Regions from separate parts of the Ovis aries genome. Here region 2 is linked to region 1. A link is a contact called in public Hi-C data. All regions are on one chromosome and are shown on one strand. Each heading gives the region's core, a stretch centred on a gene start, on an enhancer-like site or on the middle of the called end of the contact. The rest is flanking DNA. Distances are from core to core; before and after follow the strand shown. Region 1 holds the start of KIAA0319L (KIAA0319 like). Region 2 holds the start of C1H1orf216 (chromosome 1 C1orf216 homolog).

Region 1 (7,410 bases), core at 2,396-4,895:
CCCGCCCTCACCTGCTGCAGGTAGTGGATGACAGCCCCGATGGCCTCCTTCATGATGCTCACAAGCTGCACTTTCTGAGGCTCCTTGAGCAGCGACTGCTCACAGCGGGTGCATTCCTGGATCCCCAGCTCCATGAGGGCATAGCAGGCGGTCACCACATCCTCTTTCACCTCTGTGCCCGTCTCCTCCAGTGCCAGCCGCACCTCCACGCATGCCAGGTTCACCAGCAGGGCCAGGAACTTGCTCCCGGAGCTGCCTGCTGGGATCCAGTCGGAGCCGCAGGCGTGTGCCAGGCGGGCGGCCAGCTTCAGTGCGGGGTTGCGCTGCCAGGAGCTCAGCTTGCTGCCCAGGATGCGTGCCAGCCCGGCCTGCAGATCCCGGAGGCACTCAGAGGGCACGGTTGTTGGGGGCAGAAAGAGGGGCAGCAGCTGGCAGAGCTCAAACTTGCTGGCATCCTCAGCTTTCTGGAAATCTTCGCTGAGGCCCCGCAAAACAGCCAGCAGGTCGGGCTCCGCCTCCTTCCAGCACTGTGTCTCAGCAGCAGCCAGCAGCCCCACCAGGAGTGCCAGGGCCTGGTCAAAGCCGTAGCCGTGCCCTAGGTACGCCTGACACAGGGCAGACACGGTGCCTCCAGCAATGAGGTGTCGCGGCCCACGGGGGGTGCCTGCCACGGCTGTCAGGCACTGGTAGGTGTCATCGACCATGGAACGGCGGGCAGCATCGTCAGGGTCCCCCCGGGCTGTGAGGAAGGTGCTAAGGATGGGGATCTTGTTCAGGACCTGGGGATGGGCGGCTAGTTCAGGGTCACTGCAGAAGCAGGCCAGCAGGGCCACGCCCAGGGCCCGGAGAACGTGGTCGGGGCAGCCATCCGGCGCCTCCTTGGTGGTCAGGAGTCGATTGGGGAAGGTGAAACCGACGGCATCAAAGATCCGCCGCCGAGTTTTGGCATCGATGTCACCTGCTTTCACTGCCTTGGTCACCTGAGGGAGGTATGTGCAATCAGCAGGATGGAAGGAAGGGCTGGCAAAGACTCTGCCCTGCACTCTGGGGGTGGACCATCAGCAGAACTAGGTTATGTAACAGGACTCACTCTGGGGTCAGGAAGCCTCCCAGAGATCACCTTATCCAGCTCCTTCCTTCTCCCCTGAGGCAGACAAGTGTGGCCTCTGGGATCCCTCCTCTAGGATCCTTGCAGAAGGAAGGTCCAGTCCTCCTCAACTGTTCTTTCTGCCATGTCGTTACCCTGTTAGCTGGAAAGTTCTTGATGTCTGAGCTAGAGGCCCAACATCTGAGTTGCAAGAGGTTGGAACTCAGTGTTTAAAATTCTCCAAGGACTTGGGGTCCCTCTCTAATCACTCCCTCGAGAAGTCTCTCATCCATTCCCGCCACCTTCTCAGGGGAAATGGCTCCTGTGTCTCGCCGCTCTGCCTGTCAAAACATTTCCCCTTACATTTCACCTAAACACCTCCTCTGCTGCAGTGTGAGCCCTTGACTCTGGAGCCGTCTCCCTGTTGCCATGGCAAACAAGCAGGCTGTACTCCCTCCTCCCTTCACCCCCCACACACCAGCCCCCCCTTCCCAGCACTGCAGCTCCTGTCCTGCTGTCCCCAGCTTGGGTTCTTCCAAGAGGGCTGAGCCCCAAACCAGCTCCTTCATCCCCAACCTACATACCCATTCTGGCCATCCCCAGGGACCCTTTCCCAGTCACTTCCAGTCCTGCGACTCTCTCCACCTCCAGAACATGCATCCCCAGCCATCAAGTATTCTGCACTGGTTACTACCTGCTGCTGTTACCCTATGAGTCAGCTCCCATCTGCTCTGGGACGCCCCAAAGGGCAGACCCAGGCAGCCTCCTCCAAGGCTCCTAACAGCCGCAAGCTTTCTTCACGCTTACTTCCCCCTTTGCTCCCACATGCAGCGGGAGCAAAAACGAGTCCACAGGTACGTGCCTTGGACCTTCTTTGGTGCCTCTAGGTTTACCAGCGGCACCTACATATCCTTGGGGACTTGTTGACCCCATTCCTAGAGGGCCCAACCACCCAGCCCTTCCCACCTCCCAGCTGTCAGTCAGTTCCTTACTAGCAGCAGGGCTGCAAACTGCTCGCTGTCATTCTTGGCCTCACGGAGGGCTCCCAGGTAGCGCTCCAGGGTGGGGTTTCGGCTCTCTGCCTGGTTCAGAGCTGGCTCGCAATCCGAGGCCATGATGCCCGCCTTGCCCAACTGTGAACACAAGAGGGACTGAGCATCCCTCTGCAGAGGAGGGGTGGGGGTGGGAGTGGAGGAGGGAGGGAGGGATTAGCACAGAGGGAGGGGAGGATCAGGAGGGATGGACTCCTCAGGACTGACCTCCCCTGGGGGAGCCCCTTTAAGGGGCTGGACCCTCAAGTCCTTAGGGATGAAGAAGGGACCCTGGTCCAAGGTCACCTCTGGAAAGTGGGAGAGAAGGACCATGCATCCTGCTGCTCAGTTGGACAGCTCTCCTCAACAGTCTCCTGGGGGCGGGAAAGGGCTGGCCCCACTGCTCCGCTGCCCCCTGCACCAAAGGCCAGGTTTTGTTTCCCTCCACCAGGCATACAAGGAAGGAGTGGTGAGGACGGACAGGGAGGAATGGAAACGTACATGGTGAAGTTCGATTATCCGGACTCAGGCTGACATGAGGGAAAAGGGCATGCTAGGTTTCCTTTCCCCTCCCTTCTTCAGAAGACACAGGACACAGGCTTCAGTAGAAGTGAGGGCGCAGGGCGCTGACCCAGGGAAGGCTCAGAGGCCCCTCTGGGGACGCCACCCCTCCAGCCAGGGCTCTCAGTCGCCCCCGCAGGCTCTGTGCCTCCTCTCCTTTCCCTCCCTCGGGCAGAAGCTGCAGCAGCAGCAGCAGCAGCAGCAGCAGCAGCAGCAGCAGCAGCAGCAGAATTAACCCCTTGCGCTCCCTCTCCTCACCCTCCCCATCCGGCTACCAGCCTGTGGATGCCTGCAGGGGCTGGAGAAGCAAGAAGGGGTCCCGGGTAGCTCCCAGGACAACGGATAATCCAAAAGCCGGATAATCGAAGCGGGGCCGCTGAGATGGGGAGATGAGAAGGGGAGGAGGGTTTCCGGCGGTCACCACCTGTCCCGCCGCAGCCAGGTCACAACACGACATTGATGAAGTCACGACAGGGCGGCGATGAGATCACACTTCACGATGGCGCGGTGATGTCACGGAGAGATCACGGCAATACCACGACATGGGACAGCCCCCAAAGATGACAGGGCAAATTTTTTTTAAAAAAAGATATAGCTATATGTTGAGAAGGGCTGCGACAAAATGGAGTCTCGACAGGGCACGGTGATGTCGCGATAGGGTCCCCGGGGTGTGTCGGCATCGATCCGCGCCGGCTCGGAGCGGCCCCGGCTGGGATGGAGGGGAGGGCCTGAAGGGGGCTGAGCTCACCAGGCTGCGGCCCCGAGCGGCGAAGTCTTCTCCGAGCGCGATGCTCCGGGAGCCTGGGGCCGCTGCTCACGCCGCGTTGCCCACTCCAGGCGCCGGGGTGCTGCAGCTCCACCCCTACCCCCGCAGCGCTCTCGACCAATCCGCGGCGGCCTCACTCCAGGCTCCAGCCAATAGCACGGCTGGGCGCTAAGCCGTAGGGGGTGCTGCCGCTGCCGCCATCTTGCTTGTGGGTATTGCCCGAGTCTGGGGCCTGGGGCTCGCGCCCGGCGGGCGAAGGTGCACACCGCCTCTGGAGAGCAGGAGGCGACAGCCTGGGGATCCAGGTTCCTTCGCTCGTGCGTAGTTCTACCCTCCAGCACTGCCCCTCCTCCCACGCGGGCTCGCGGCTAGAATTGAGCTTCCGGGGGGGTGGGGGCCGGGAGGGCTTGTTTAGCATGGAGAGTGTGTTTCCGGGTTGAGACCGGGAGGTGGGAGGGGGCGGCGTTTCCGGCCATCGTCGCGGTCCAGGGCAGCTGAGGCGAGAGCGAGCTGTCCGGGTGGGGAGCCCGCGTTCGCTTCTTCCTTTTCCTCCTCCTCCGGGTGAGGGGAGCGGAGGTTGGGGCCCCGACCCCATGGACCGGGAGGAGGCGGAGGCCGCCGAGAGCCGGGGTCCCGCTGTGTGGCCCTGAGCCCCGGTAGGTGGCCGGGGGCGGCTGGCTGCCGGGCCGAGGACCACGAGCCCATGGGAGGGGCGAGCGGGACGGGCTATTTCTGGGGGTGCGCTGGCCGGGTGTTGGGACCCGGAGGTGGCGCTCCTGGCCCGGCTAGGACAGCCAGCTGCTTCTGGCTTTGCAGGTGCCGAGCTGGAGTCCCAGGCTGAGCCCTTTTTTGGGGGGGCCCGGGCCTGGTCCTGCTATTCCCTCCATCCCCTGACAGACAGACAGACCGACCGGCCCCGAGACGCTACTGGTCTCTTTCCTTCCTCGCCCCTAGTTACTGTCTCTGGTGTGTGTTCTCCCCACCAAGACAGCACGTTGATGCTGAATAAGGGGGGCGGGGCTGAGCGCTACTTGTACATTACGTTGCGAAACCTGCCTTATTCAGGACACGGATAATTATGCCCCCCAGAGGGGTCCTATGGTGGTTGCAGTGAGCACAAATGAAGTGAAATGAAGGAAGTCGAGAGAAAAGCTTTGCTTCCGTTCACCTCACAGTGCTTGTGCCCAATTGACGACAGATGCAGTGGCGCCCTACTCCAGTACTCTCGCCTGGAAAATCCCATGGACGGAGGAGCCTGGAAGGCTGCAGTCCATGGGGTCGCTGAGGTCGGACACGACTGAGCGACTTCACTTTCACTTTTCACTTTCATGCATTGGAGAAGGAAATGGCAACCCACTCCAGTGTTCTTGCCTGGGGAATTCCAGGGACGGGGGAGCCTTTTGGGCCGCCGTCTATGGGGTCGCACAGAGTCGGACACGACTGAAGTGACTTAGCAGCAGCAGTTAGTGAAGAGTATTAACTGACTCTCCTTGTGCTTTCTGATCTGATTAACAGACTGGAAGCTAGGGAACAAGTTGGAAGGACGACCTCCCAGAACAATCTGTTCATTTTTCCAGCTATTTGGGAAACAATGTCTGCAAATATAAGCAAAGCTATTCATGGCAGTCTGTTCTGTAACTTTCCTGAATATCTGAGACTTTTTTTTTTAAAGAGCTTTATTCTTGATTACTCATACTAGCTGAATAGGCTGTTTCAGACGTGCTCTGTCGTTGTCCAAACATCTTATCGCTGGGTACATAAATGGAGTTCCACGTATGTAGCTGACAGACTGAACTATGATACATCCCCCATCAACCTGAAGTATTAAGTAAACATTACCCCCTGCTCTGTCTGAACAGCTGCTGCAACAGAGAGTGCTTTTATTTCGGGTGTACTTGTAACGCCCTAAATGCCAGAACTCTTGCTTGCTTTTCTAGATTTTCATTTGTCAAGTATTGTGGGGGTGTGTGTTCTCTCCCTGGGCTGTTTCCCTTTGATTCTGTAACAAGCCATTTGGATCTTGGTGTTGTGTTGTTGTTCCTGCCTCTGGTCAGCAAGGCTTTGACTGGACCCTAGCAGTGATTTGTGCCCTTAAGCAATTGTAGGTTTCAGAGGAAAGACTGATTGGGAGTTCACAAGAAAATAACCGCCCCTGTTTCCTGCACGGTTTGTGAGACCTTGCCCTTCCCTAATCAGCTTGCCAATCCAGTGGTGTTTATTACTCCCGTTTTTAAAACCTATTCATTTCTTTTATGCTTCTATCGCCCACCTGCCACGATATTGATGACAGGTGTTGAGTCACCTTGAATTTAAAATCCTTTTGTGGTAGGCAGTAACGTGTTGGGTGAGATTCATACATACACACTCACGTGCACATTCAGTCTTTCCATCTTGGGAGGCTAGGTTGCTGGATATACTTTCTAACTTAGGCTCCACTTCATAATCCTTGAGCATGTGTCTGGCCTGCACACCTTTCTGTCCCCTTCCCCCTAACATACAATGACAAACCACTGGAAATAGGAATGGACGGAAGTGAATGAGAAAGAGGATGTCCTTCAGGTGCTTAAGGCTCAGTGAACACTTTTTCTTGGGTGGGCTGTACCTTAGTTTTGCAGTTCTGTGTGTGTGTTTGTCTATTTCCTGATATGGATATCCAACCTAGACAGTGCTGGGCTAGGATTGGGGGTTGTCAGTCTGTGCCATTTTCTAGATGTGGATAACAGGTGCATATTTAGCACAGAAGATTTTTGAATTGCTTCTTCAGAACTCAGTCAACCCTCATAATGCTGCCGACATTTATATAATAATTGATACAATATAGGAAAGTTGTGTAAGAAGAAACTGATGGAAAGTCATTTTTTTTTTCTTCTGAAAGGGACCTGTCATTCAACCCGTAGATTCTGGATGTCTAGTACAAAATAGGGGTTGTGTAAATACTTGTTGAGTGGATATATGAATTTAAGTCAGGAATTGCTAATGATTCTGCGGATCCTGGAGGTGACATCAAAGCGTAAACTGGATAGATTTTAAAGATAAGAGTGCTGGGGACAATAGCAAAGTGGAGAATGCACGCCTTAGCTAATGACAGTCACACGGAAGCTTTCTAAACACATAGCTAGAAAAACCTCCGGATCAGTTCACCTGTGATGCGCCGAACTCTCCTCTTCACAGATAAGAAAACAGTATTTGGATGAAGTCACAAAGCTGTTAGCAGAGCTAGAACTGAAACTCAGATCTTTTTTTTCAGTCGGGCGCACTTTCCACTCTTCCACATAGAGGATTAACTGTCAGATTAGAAAATAATGGAATATAAAGTGTTGCAGCTTTACAGTGGATTCATTTCATATCCCTTGCTGTGTTTCTATCCTGATAATTACAGGCTATGTCAGAGCTCAGGTTTGAGGTTTATAGACAGGTATGAACAGTGAAAGACAACCCTGAGATTTCTCTTCTCCTTAATCTGTCACACTGTCTAGCACTCTGCATTTCGAGGAATCAATTATTAATTACTTGGCATATAATTTCTTCTTTTTCTGTCTTTCTAGTGGACTGGTTCTGCCTGTCTGGAAGGCCATGGAGAAGCTGGGAATCAAGCCAAGCCGTACTTCTTGGATTTTATCAAGATTTTGTTGGCAGACGTTTGTGAAGCAGTTGAAAAGCTTGTGCCTGCTTTATATTTGCTTCTGCTTCAGTGCCCTGTGGTTGTCAACAGGTACCATTTTCTTTAATATTTAAGATTTTTTTAAAAGGGTACTTTGTGTGAGTCTGTCAGTTCATTTTAAAGACTAGTAAGAGCCAGAAGAGCTAATTGATAGAAATGGTCACCCTTTTGGTGAACACTTAGTTTGTTGGGTTTATTTGTTTGTCTGTTTTGTTTTAGACCAAAATTTAAATTGGATTCTTTCTCTTTTTTTATTTTTTGGAAAAAAATTTTTTTTTTTTGTCTTGTTGCCACGTGGCATTCA
Region 2 (7,410 bases), core at 1,792-4,291, 140 kb before region 1:
TACAAATAGGCTGACTTCTATTTGGCAAAGAATGTGACTGTTGTGGCCCTAGGCTCACATCTTCCTTGCCTTGCCTTCCTTTAATTTTATTTCAGAAATTCCCAGAGAAGGACTCTGACTCACCTAGAGTGGGAGTCGTAATCTTAGGCTCCTCAAACTTCCATGAGATCCACCCAGTTAGAGCTAGGAGAGACCAGGCCCAAAGGAGAGGCAAGAGGAGCTTTTCAGGACTCACCAAATAATTAGATCAGGCTGTGACTATATGACACAGGAGACCTGCATCATTGCAGACCACCAAAGCTCAGAGACTTTACAAGTGAGGATTTGGGTCACATCAGAAGGAAGGAAACTCCAGTTGAAGGGGAACTTTCAGGAGAGAAGGGAAAGGGGCGCTAGTTAGGCCTCAGTACCTGATGCGGAAATGGAGCTGAGGCCTCTGCGTGTGTATTTTTAGCTGGAGGAGTGTCCAAAGCTTGAGTTACTTCTGCCTTTCCTTTTTATTTCCTCTTCCCTCTTAAAATACGAATTTTCATAATTATATATTTTTTCTTTTCTATTTCCCTTATTTTATATACAGGATTTGTTGTGATTTAATTTGCTATTTACTCTCTAGTCACTCAGTTGTGACTGACTCTTTGCCACCCCCATGGACTATATAGCCTGCTAGGCTCCTCTGTCCATGGGATCCTCCAGGCAAGAATACTGGAGTGGGTTGCTATTTCCTTCTCCAGGGGATCTTCCCGATCCAAAGACTAAACCCAGATCTCCTGCATAGCAGGCAGATTCTTTACCATCTGAGCCACGAGGGAACTCTCTAGGTTGCAGAATGGTAAATTGGAATTAAGTTGGAAATGGAAGAGGATGGCTTATCATGGAGATCAGAAACAAATTCTTCCTCTTTAAACAAACAAACAAAAAAAAGCAAAAGAAAGGGAAGAGGGAAAGACAAGGGTACTTTTTTGGCCTCCAGGCACAGCTTGTGGGATTTTAGTTCTCCAACCAGGGATGGAATCCAAACCCTTGGCAGTGAAAGCACAGATCCTAACCACTGGTTGTCGTTGTTCAGTCACCCAGTCATGTCTGACTCTTTGCAACCCCATGGACTGCAGCACGCCAGGCTTCCCTGTCCCTCACCATCTCCTGAAATTTGCCCAAGTTTAAGTCCATTGCATCAGTGAGGCCATCCAGCCATCTCATCCTCTGACACCCTCTTCCCCTTCCTGCCTTCAATCTTTCCCACCATCAGGGACTTTTCCAACAAATCTGATGCTGTTCTCATCAGATGACCAAAATACTGGAGCTTCAGCTTCAGCATCGGTTCTTCCAATGAGTATTCAGGGTTGATTTCCCTTAAGATTGATTGGTTTGATCTCCTTGCTGTACAGGGACTTTCAAGAGTCTTCCCTAGCACCACAGTTCGAAGCCATCAATTCTTTGGAGCTCTGCCTTCTTTATGGTCCAGCTCTCAGAACCATACAAGACCACCAGGAAGACCACAGCCTTGACTATTCGAATCTTTGTTGGTAGAGTAATGTCTCTGCTTTCCAACACACTGTCTAGGTTTGCCATAGCATTGCTGCCAAGAAGCAATCATCTTCTGATTTCATGGCTGCAGTCACCATCCATAGCGACGTTAGAGCCCAAGAAGAGGAAATCTGTCACTACTTCCACATTTTCCCCTTCTATTTGTCATGAAGTAATGGGGCTGGATGCCATGATCTTAGTTTTTTTAATATTTAGTTTTAAGCCGGCTCTTTCTCTCTCCTCCTTTACCGTCATCCAGAGTCTCCTCAGTACCTCATCACTTTCTGCCATTAGAGTGGTATCATCTGTATATCTGAGTTGTTGATATTTCTCCCACCTATCTTGATTCCAGCTCATAACTCATCCAGCCTGGCATTTCCCATGATGTGCTCAGTATATAAATTAAACAGAATGACAGCAGACAGCCCTGCTGTGCTGATTTCTCCATCTTGAGTCAATCAGTTGTTCCATACAGGGTTCTAACTGTCACTTCTTGACCCACATAAAGGTTTCTCAGGAGACACTTAAGACGTCTGGTGTTCCGGTCTCTTTAAGAGCTTTCCACAGTTTGTTATGATCCACACAGTCAAAGGCTTTAGCATAGTCAATGAAACAGAAGTAGATGTTTTTCTGGAATTCCTTTGCTTTCTCTATGATCCAGTGAATGCTGGCAATTTGATCTCTGGTTCCTCTGCCTTTCCAGGGTTTTTAAACGTATTATGATTGAAAGATGAATCATATTTAATTGGTGGCATGGAGGGGGTAGCATGAGAAAGGTATAAGCAAATTGCTGGGTTTACTCAGTAAAGCTGTGGGTATGGAAGGGACCTCCTGGAAGCTCACTTGCCCTAAAGGCTAAATTTGTCACAGACGTCTTTCCGGGGCTGCCTCTCCCTGAGGGCAGCCAGTGCTTTTTGGTTTTATCATTAGAGTCGGCAATTATTCTGTTAATTAAGTGACTTTAATGAAATAAGCACAAAACGAACATATAATTTCAAATTGTGGAAAAAAAAAAAAAAAGCCTTGGGATAATATAATAAGGGGAACTGTCTGCTTAGGAGGTCAGAGAAGGTTTACCTGAGAAGAGATCTGAGATTTGAGAGGAGAGAGAATTTTAAGCAGAGGGAACAGTGCGGCAGAAAGGAGCGCGAGGCTGCTCAGCTGCAGAACCCAAGGGCAAAGGCTGAAGCCGGAGAGCAAGATGCTGAGCCCCACTGCGGCTTGCCTTAAGGATTTAAGCGGTAATGCGGAAGCCACTGATGGCTTTTAGGCTGGAGGGTGGTGATGACACGATCAGATTTTCATTCTGAAAATGTCACTGTGAGGCAAACCGATCGGGGAGACACAGTGAATGCAGTTAAGAAATTAAACAGGACCTGCAAGTCTCAGTCCAGGCTGCCGGAGGCGGGGGAGGAGGTTCCGGCGCTCGGACCTGCGAGCGGCTTCGCAGAAAACCGAACCGGCCCACGTGGGCCAGGCCGCCCCGCCCCGCCGCGCTGACGCCGCCCGACTCCGCAGTCCAGGCCTGGGCTGGGCGCAGCGCCCGGGAACCCGCACCCCACGCCCCGACCCGCGGGGACGCCCAGGCCGAGGGACCACCTCCCCAGCCCCGAGGGAGCAGTTCCTGCCGCGGGGACCGAGCCACCGGAGCCAGCCGGGCGGGGCGGCGCCTCCAGGCCGTGAGTCGGGGCCGGAGCGGGAGGGTTTAGACCCCAGCCGCAAGGGGCGGGGGTCGTTGCCTCTGCCCAGCTGCTTTTTGCTGGTCGGGGGGGTTGGGGGGAGGATTAGGGAAGGATGGTCTGGATCCTCTGTCTCCTGGGGATGGTATCCCTTTCCCGCAAGTCTAGGCAGGAACGGAAGCCGCCTTCGCTCATCCCTACCACCACCCCCCAGCCCCCCCACCTCCCACCTTCACCATCCCCGCCCCACCGCACCCACCCCCGACAAATTGCGGATTAGCTTGGCGAGAAGCCTGATGCCAGGGTCTCTCGGCTCCCATTTTACCTTCCCTGAGAACCCCTTGATCTTTAGCACCGCCCCCACCTCCTTCCAGCTTGCTTCACGGCCCCGCCCAAGTTTAGAAAAAAAGAAAACATTTGGGCGGGACCATCTCCTGGCACCTCGCTTAGCGGGATGGAGTCTGTAGGTTTCCAAGGGACTGTCCCTACACCGTTGCCCCCAGGACTTCTTGCCAGTACTGTGCTGGATGTGGGGAGGGGCCCTGCCACATTCACTGACACTCCCCCTTACTCTTACTGATTCCGTTTTTCTAATCCTAGTAATTTACAGTCAGGAGAAACTTCTTGTCAATTTAAATTCAGATCTGGGGAGAAGTCGGTTATTGGGAAGGAAAGAATAATGTGGTGTGTCCTCTCTCCATGGCCTCAGGATGGAGCAAGATAGAGGCAGGGACCCGGGATAGTAATAAACATGGAAGGAAGGGGTGAAGCCAGAAGAGAGGCTTGTCAGTGGGAGAAGGGCTTCCTCACTGGGCAGTGGAGGGAACCCAACCCAGCTCTCCCAGCCCTGAGCTGTCAGCAGCCCGGATCCAACTGCCCTATTCACTCACTCAGCAAGGAGGTACTGCCACCTGCTCAGTGCCAGGTTCTGTGCTGGGTCCTGAACATGGTAGAGGTTATAGAGAGGAATTCCATGTCCAGTAGTGGGGCCAGGAGGCTGCTATGACAAGATAGAGGAAAGTTTATAGACATTTACTGACCATCAACTATGTGCCAGGGACAAGAAACGAACAGGCATAAGACTGCATGTATCCAAGCAGTGAGGACCCAGAGGAAGGCACAGTTGGCTGTGTGTTTGTGTATACAGGATACAGGAGCAGCGGGGAGAACGTCAGGATGGTTTCAGGAAGGTGGGGATTTTAGAGCCGAATCTTAGCATACAAAGACTTCCCTGTGGCTCTGCTCTGTAAAGAATCTGCCTGCAGTGCGGGAGACCTGGGTTCCATCCCTGGGCTGGGAAGATCCCCTGAAGAAGGGAAAGGCTGCCCACTCCAGTATTCTGGCCTGGAGAATTCTGTGGACTGTATAGTCCATAGGGCCGGCTTTCACTTCACTTAGTGTATGAAAAAGAATCTGCCGGTGGAAAAGGGAAGAGCTGGGAGGGAAGGGGAGAGGAAGTATATGTTGGGCCAAGGGGATTGTGGAAGGAGAATAATGGTGTGTTCTGAGATCTCTGAGCAGTTTGGGATGGTGGGAGGGGCTGAGAGTGGTAAGAGACAGGTCTGAAGCAGTGAGCAGGAGCCAGAAGAAACACAGCCTCTTAGGCCAGGAAGAGGTTTAGCAGGAGGTTAGGGCAGGAGCCATGACAAATTTACATTTTAAATTAGAGGCAGAGAGGTCAGTGAAAAGTCATAGCAGTCAGTAATCCAGTTTAGAGGTGGCCCACACCAAGAGAAAGGGGAGATGTTTGCACACGAGCGTGCACGTGTGAATGCCTGCAGTTTCCGGTTGCTGTGACAGGAGAGTGGGCCTGCTTGGCTAAGGACACTGAACAGGGAGCAGGGCAGGCCGTGCAGACTCTGAGGAGCCTGTGGTTGGTTGCAGAATTCAGCAGCAGTTGGATCTGACTCCCTGTCAGATCCGAGAGCCACCAACACATGGAAGTTCTCGAACCTCCAGCAGAAGATGAGGTCATCTGGGGAGAAGTGCCTACAAGGAGAGGACAGCTTGCCTCAGGGCCGAGGGAGAACCCTGTGAGGAGACTGAGAATCGGCAGAGAGGGAAGAGGACAGCCACCAAGGGAGGTGTTAGCAGAGTCAAGGCAAAGGGGTGTCTGTTGCTAGGTTCTCTCGACTTCAGGCGCCCTACCCTCGCCTGCTCTGACTCATTCTTCTGCTTCCCCCTTACAGACCAGATGTTCGCCATCCAGCCAGGGGTAGCTGAGGGGGGTCAGTTCCTGGGGGGCCCGCCTCCTGGAGTATGTCCACCCGAACTTCAACCAGACAGCAACTCCAACTTCATGAGTGCCAAGGACGCCAATGAGAATTGGCACGGGCTGCCAGGCCAAGTGGAGCCCGTACTATTGAGGAGCTCCTCCGAGTTGCCCTCTGACAACCAGGATTTCCAGGCTCCTGGACTCCCTGAGGGGGAGATCCGCAGCCCACCGGAGGGGGCAGAGATTCCTGGAGCTGGGTCTGAGAAGACGGGTGGTGCCAGCACAGTCTGCTCCCCGCTGGAGGACAATGGCTATGCCAGCAGCTCCCTGAGCGTTGACAGCCCTAGCCGCAGCCCTGAGTCTGCCTGTGGGACGCCTCCTGGCCCTCCAGGCCACCTTCTGCCCTCGGTGGCCCAGGCCGTGCAGCAGCTGCAGGCTCAGGAGCGCTACAAAGAGCAGGAGAAGGAGAAGCACCACGCGCACTTGGTGATGTACCGCCGCCTGGCCCTGCTCCAGTGGATCCGGGGCCTGCAGCACCAGTTGGTCGACCAGCAGGCCCGTCTGCAGGAGAGCTTTGACACCATTCTAGATAACCGGAAGGAGCTTATCCGCTGTCTCCAACAGAGGGCAGTACCATCCAGGCGCCAGGACCAAGACTAAGGGTGTCTCTGTACAGGGGTGCAAGGGTTTCTGTATATATTTGCAGACATGTGTGTGGTTATGCACAAACAAGTACAGATCATTTGCTGATACAAGTGCAGGGAAGCATAAATGAGTGTGTCAGTGCTAACATGTAGGCAGGTGTGCACAGGCCACGTGTGAATCTGCACCTGTGCATCAGTATGTGTGCGGTGTGGACACAGAAGCCTATGTGTGCCTATGTACATATGTGTATGTATAGTATGTATGGTGTTGTTGTTTAGTTGCTAAGTCGTGTCCTGCTTTTTTGTGACCCTGTGGACTGTAGCATACCAGGTTCCTGTGTCCATGGGATTTCCCAGGTAAGAATACTGGAGTGGGTTGCCATCTCCTTCTCCAAGGGATCTTCCTAACCCAGGGATTGAGCCTATGTCTCCTGTATTGGCAGGTGGATTCTTTACCATATGAGCTAGCAGGGAAGCCCATAGTATATATGTAGGAGGAAGTAAATTTGTATATGTATGCATGGGTGGGTACCCCATGGTGTGTATCTATGTGCATGAGTGAAGATAGATATGCAAAAGATGTGTGTTTACATATGAGTGAGTTTGAGTGTGCAGATTTCTGGTGGGTATTTGTGATTGAGCCCTCGTGTGTACAGCCTATGTGTAGGGGTACATGTGTGCATGGGATATGCATATTAGGAGCATGTATGTTCAATTGTATATGTAAGGCATCCATCCGTACCTTATGTTACCCGTGGTCTACACTAGCCTTTTGTCTCCACAGGGTCCCACTGCTCCCTGGAGAAAAGGCTAGCCTGCTCTCATTTATCTGAAGGTTGTGGTTGATCCATTCTCTTGGAATTTCTCAGGCTAACTCTCTTGATCCCTCACTTTCACTCCTCCTAGACCTCGCTCTGCTAAGGCTATTGTCCCTGATGGTGGATTTGCTGCTCTGGCCTACCATGGCTTTTTGGCTGCAATTTTGCCAGGGTAATTGGTGGAGAACTGATATCAGGGAAGAGAGCTAGCATGGTGATTGACACCATGGCAGGCATGGGGGCGAGATCAGAGGAGAAGATAGGGGACTGTCCTGCTTGAATTCTGCCATTGGGCGCATGGGAGATGGAGATGGAGGAGATGCCAATGGCAGAACCCTGAGAAGACTGGGAGAATAGGAATTCTAAAACACCAGTTCCAAACGAATCACACCCCTCCACTGCAGAGCAACTGTTACAAACTTTATTGACTTAAACTTCTGATGAAAAGGAATCTGTGTTGATATAATGTCATATGTCAATTACACCTCAATAAAAAATAGAAAAGGAAGGTGTGCTTTCTAAGCTTGCAA

Evidence for each region. A called contact is a pair of places that touch in the nucleus more often than the background predicts.
Region 2: a contact with region 1 is called in a Hi-C map of hypothalamus, with 2.6 times the contacts expected there. The contact joins the promoter of C1H1orf216 here to the promoter of KIAA0319L in region 1. A contact is called at or near these places in 3 of 16 Hi-C or Micro-C datasets (hypothalamus, muscle and tail adipose tissue).

The regions. Positions count from the first base shown.
Region 1 is chr1:10,535,069-10,542,478 of ARS-UI_Ramb_v3.0, reverse strand. KIAA0319L (KIAA0319 like) reads left to right here and starts at 3,645. Exons shown (of 21, transcript XM_027967686.3): 1 at 3,645-3,762; 2 at 6,991-7,157. The coding sequence starts at 7,019. It overlaps NCDN (neurochondrin), which reads right to left and starts at 3,514. Exons shown (of 7, transcript XM_060418979.1): 1 at 3,104-3,514; 2 at 2,080-2,250; 3 at 12-980. The coding sequence starts at 3,136.
Region 2 is chr1:10,672,522-10,679,931 of ARS-UI_Ramb_v3.0, reverse strand. It overlaps C1H1orf216 (chromosome 1 C1orf216 homolog), which reads left to right and starts at 3,041. Exons shown (of 2, transcript XM_015091857.4): 1 at 3,041-3,203; 2 at 5,393-7,388. The coding sequence starts at 5,398. The coding sequence ends at 6,078.